2 separate regions of the Gossypium hirsutum genome follow, and region 1 is linked to region 2. The links are chromatin contacts, called in public Hi-C maps. All regions are on one chromosome and are shown on one strand. Each heading gives the region's core, a stretch centred on a gene start, on an enhancer-like site or on the middle of the called end of the contact. The rest is flanking DNA. Distances are from core to core; before and after follow the strand shown.

Region 1 (2,712 bases), core at 158-2,657, 50 kb after region 2:
CACCCACCCTGTTATGACCAATATCTGAATGATTTGAGCCCCTAACAGCTTCCCTCCACCGCCCATGAACATCCCATATGGCCTCCCTGACAGCCCCGGATACACCTCGTTGACGTAGGCCTTTGTCGCAAACAACCCGGTGAAGAGTAAACCCCACGCGCCGCATCCTCCATGTAATTGGGCTGCTTCTAGTGGGTCATCGTACTTGAACTCGGCTGCAAGCATGTTGAATCCAATTAGAACCCATGCTGCTACAAAGCCACATATGATTGCAGCCCATGGTTCCACTACTGAACACCCTGAGGTAATTGCAGCAAAGCCTCCTAATAAACCATTGCACACATCAATTACATTCCAATGGCCAACTAATAGTCTCTTGCTAAACAAGGTTGTAAGAGCAGCTGTGCACCCGGCCAATGTCGTCGTGACAGCTGTCCTCCCTATGGCACTCCATTGTCCATAATAACCTCCACCACCACCATACCCTTTCATGATGGTCAAGAATGAACCTGGGTTGAACCCGTACCACCCGAGCCACAATAGAAATGTCCCGAGCACTACTAATGAGGCACTGTGCCCACGTAACGCCACAGATCGACCAGCTCGATCGAATCGGCCAATCCTTGGACCCTCGATTAATGCACCCCATAACCCGGCAATGCCACCAACCATGTGAACCACACCTGAACCGGCAAAGTCAATCGCACCCGAATCGAATAAAAGGTTATTGGGTCGGATCGGGCTGGCCCACCCATCTCCAGACCAAAACCAATGTGAAACAACAGGGTAAACAAAGCCGGTTAGAAAGGAAGAGTAAATAAGGTAAGCTACGAATTGGGTTCTTTCAGCTATGGACCCACTAGTGATCCCAGCAGCAGCTATAGCAAAAGCCCATTGATAAAGAAAAAAACTATAATCACCATCGGGTGAAGGGTATGCTTTAAGACCAAAGAAATGACGTCCAATGAAACCATTAGAAGGGGCACCAAAGGCAAAGGCAAAACCAAAGAGGTAATAAGAAAGAGCACCGGCTGCAGCGTCAAGGACGTTAGTCAACATGATGTTCATGGTGTTCTTAGCTCTGACAGAGCCAGCACAAAGCATGGCAAAGCCGAGTTGCATGGCGAAGACTAGGTAAGCGGAGAAGAGGAGGTAAGTGTTGTCAACGGCGTGAGTGGCGTCAGAGAGTTGGCTGGAGATGGTGGAGAAACGGGCGCAAAGGAAGGAGGCGAGGGCGGTTGCATTGGCGGAGGAGGAGAGGAGGGGGACGAGGTCAGAGGCCGTGCAAGTGAGGGAATCCATGGCTGAAACAGGGGATGGAAACACTGAGGATGGCTAAGAGGGTGATTATATAGAGCAATTTGAAAGGAATGGTGGACGGTAAGAGACAATGACATTATTAAACTAATATTGGAAATAAATTTTATTAAACTATAACAGAAATCAATCAATTTAAACTACTTTCACATATATTTATAAAAAGAATACATGTTTTCATTATTATAGCAACAGAAAATTAATTTAAATTTATATGAAAATAATTTGAATTATTTAGAAAAAAAAGATAATTAAAATTATGTGAAATATTAAAATTTTGCTCTTCATCTTTTACTTCAGTAAAATTTCAAATAACAATTTTCACAAAAATAATGTTAATTGTAAATATTTAGAATAATAGTAAATTAAAGTTCACATATAATATTATATATTGGATCAAAGTTTATGTAAAATTTTTATATTTATTCATATTTTAATTGGTGAAAATATAATAATATTGCAATTTAAAGTTTTATATAATATCATTTTTTAAACAATTAATTCACTTTTTTAAAATTATTCACTTCCATATAATTTCTCATAAATAATCCACTCTTTTTAATATATATATATATGCATACATAAAAAAATATGCTGTGTATCGCAAATTCTAGTAATACGTTAATCTTATACCTGACACATTATAGGGATTCAAATATTACAACTTAATAGTGAAAAAACATTTTGAAAATTTTTTTTATAAAAGGAGGGGCTAAGAAGAGTATAAGAATCAAACCCAAGATCCAATCTCAATCAATATTTTATTTTAATCAAACAACTGATCATTTTTGGAGTGGAAAAAGAATGAATTAAAAACAATTTTATATTGGGTGGAAAAATATTTGTGAATGATTCAATCTTCAAACAGATTAATGAGTAAATTGACACATTTAAAAAAATCTAAAAAATAATAACACATGTGAAAATATTCTAAAATTCCTTTGAGATATAAACTTTATCCGTGTAGAAAATAAATTATTCTATTTAATTAGTACTTTTTTTAGAGAGAGAGAGAGAGTTGAAATAAGTAAAAGATTAAGTTTCATTAGGCGATGATAAAATTTTGGTAATGAGATAAAAACTAAAATTTATGTTAAAATTATGAATTTACTAAATTAACAGGTGAATGTGTGAAGGAGATAAAGATGAGAATGGAGTGGTGGCAATTTGTACAGCAACCAGTTCTATATGGTCTCAGTCTCAGGCTGTGGAAAAGAAACAAAAATCTCCTTATCCAATTAACACACCACTACCCCCGTATTTGATAAAGTTTCAAACTATTTCTCATAAATATTTCTATAAACTTTTAATTTTTCAAGTAAATAAAAAATAATCAATAATTTTTATATCATCTTTTCTAAAAAAAATTGTATAAAAATTTTAAATTAATTTTAC
Region 2 (2,725 bases), core at 98-2,597:
ATTAATCTGGATTGTGGGAACATTAAGGTTACGGCATTGAAATTTTTCAAACAGGAGGCTGGGGAAATCGGATGGAATGATGAAGACCGCACTTTATCTTATTGAGGTGAGAATCAAAAGGAATTTTCTAATTTGAAGAGAACTGGTTTTGAACAAAACGGTGTCAATGGCAGGAAAAAGTGGAGTGGTGATTGCGAATGCTGAGCTCCATGTGTTAAGAATGGGAAGGTTTGCAGAAAGATATATCGGAGGTGGATTTTGGCATATTGGTAGACCAAGTGAGGTGCCCATGTTGTAAGTGCACTGCAGGCAAGGGGCTGAATCATGTGCTGATGTGAATTTTTTTAAATGGTGGAACTAGCAGGGGATGGTGGGGTCTTGAAGAATGAAAGAGAAGTGTTGCTGGAAACAAGACTTGGCTGTAATTCTATTTTGGTTATTAGATCTGACTGAAAAATGCAGTTTCTTGTTTCAAAATAGCATTTGATGATTAGCATTGCTATGTGGCAATACCCAAAAATTTACAATAATTTCAATATAATCAATCATTACACATTCTAAAATTGAGACAAGGGTTCCGCAGGAAATTACGAACAATGAATATAATTGTTGGAGAAAAGTTATATACAGAAATTGATATATTAAACTTGAAATCCCAATCATTGGACATTCATTCACGTTTTCGATATGTTAAACTTGAAATCCCAGATAACAGCAAATTAGATATTTCACTCGGATGCTGAGACACCATCTTTCATCATACACACTTGGCCAAGCTGACAATCCACAAAAATATGAAAATTTTCAACCATAAAATGGAAAAAAACAATTGAATTGAAAAAAGCTAAACCTGACAAAATAATTACTAGTTCATAAAATTTAAAGCAATTTTCGATCACTCCTTTCCTTTATTATTTTTATTTTCTTGTTTACAGTTCTAAATAAAGTCAAGTAATCATCAATTTCTTTTATGGTGATAGAGATGAGCTTAATAATCACACTAAAAGATAGAACAATGAAAAAGAAAGTTCGGTTGCAAATTGCATTGCAGCAATTTGAGCCACACCTCAGTTAACAAAAGAAAAAGCAATAAATACACAATCACAAATAATATGTGTGTAAGATATAATTATATGTTTAATAAATATATATTCAATTTTTATCAAAATTTTCATAAATTTTGAAAGCTACTAAATGAATCATATCCTTGTATCTATGTTAAAATATGCATAACATATGAATGTTAAGTACAAATACCGGTAATAGATTATAGTAACATAGGGATCTCCTAGGCTTCAATCAATGGAATTTTTTTTTCCTAGTGGAGGGGAAAAACTCAAATAGAAACATATTGATAGTGAAACTATTTACAACCTTACAAATTCTATCACGTTGATGATTGAAAGTCGTGGTGTAGCTAATAGTGACAAACTAGAGGCCTTTTTGTGGTCCATAATTTCAGTGACTTTTTCAATAGGGTTGGAAGTTTGAATGATTTGATATTTATATCAAACTTGAAATCGAAATTTTTTTTACACACAATTTATAATTTGATTCACCATTTACATAAAAAGTGTTAATAATCTTATTTTGTATATTAGCTTCAAGTGATGATTTTCTTTTGTCAAGTTTAGATTAAGAATTGAAGTGCTCGCATTACTTCCAAATTTCCAGCCACTACCATTAGATGTTCCAAAGAAGAGAGGAAAATATGAAGCAAAATTGGGCACCGTCAATTTTATTGGGTTAGGAATAAATTCTTTGTTAAGTAATACTAATCTTGTAGGCGAATCAAAATAGATATGGGTGGCGGCATGGATATAGGGCTAACTTTAAATGGAGGCACTAGCATTATCTTTTAAAATATTCTTTTAAATTTTATACAGCACTAGGTGTTCATGGGTCGGGTTCAGTCGAATTCGAGTTGGGCCTTAATAAAATTTCAAGTTCATTTTTTGGGTTCAGACTGATCTAAAAAATGGACATGAAAATTTGCCCAAACTCGGCCTAAATTATAATAGTTAAGCCCGACTCGACCTGGTTCATATTAATTTTTTTAGATTATTTTATTATATAGATAATTTTTAAAATATAATATATCAAACAAACTGAAAAACATTAAAATAAATATTAAAACAACAAACAAATTGAAAATACAATAAAAAAATTTATATTAAGATAATTACAACTAAAATAGTAACAAAATTAATAATAAAACAAAAGTTCAACAATATTCAAATAATATTTAAAAGGGCAACCAAATAACATAATAAATAGTTGCGAAATAATAATAAAACAGCACTAAAAACAGCACCAACAACATGCAAAATTTAATCAACCAACCAAAATATTTATATATCAACCAATCAACATATTAAAAAATTAGTATTAGTAAATTAGTATAAAATTAAAAATAATATTAAAAATCAGTATTACAAATTCAGATTGGGCCGGGCCGGGCTCGAATAAAAAAATTATACCCGAGGCTTAGCCCATTTCGAAAATGGATCTTTTTTTTTGTTCAAACCCATTTTTCGAATCTAAATTTTTATCCAAACACTCTTACTTTTCAGACGAGCCTTAAAGTCAGATCGAGTGAACCAACCCATGATCAAATCTACCATTAATTTTACACATAATATTTTATATGGGGTGTTTGGTAAATAGAGTTTTGAATTTTCTTTTAATTGATTTAGGTACAAATGGAGGATTGAATAGTCAAACC

What was found. A called contact is a pair of places that touch in the nucleus more often than the background predicts.
Region 1: a contact with region 2 is called in a Hi-C map of leaf, with 1.6 times the contacts expected there. The contact joins the promoter of LOC107892566 here to the enhancer-like site in region 2. A contact is called at or near these places in 7 of 34 Hi-C or Micro-C datasets (callus and leaf).

Annotation. Positions count from the first base shown.
Region 1 is chrA11:105,308,234-105,310,945 of Gossypium_hirsutum_v2.1, forward strand. LOC107892566 (ammonium transporter 1 member 2) reads right to left here and starts at 1,408. Exons shown (of 1, transcript XM_016817636.2): 1 at 1-1,408. The coding sequence starts at 1,302.
Region 2 is chrA11:105,257,959-105,260,683 of Gossypium_hirsutum_v2.1, forward strand. No RefSeq gene overlaps it. Among protein-coding and RNA genes, the nearest start is that of LOC107892566, 50 kb to the right of the region's middle. Within about 2 kb of position 1,348, at least 1 of the 9 cell types and tissues checked has an H3K27ac peak or open chromatin away from gene starts, as enhancers often do. A contact at or near this core is called in leaf, where this site is marked.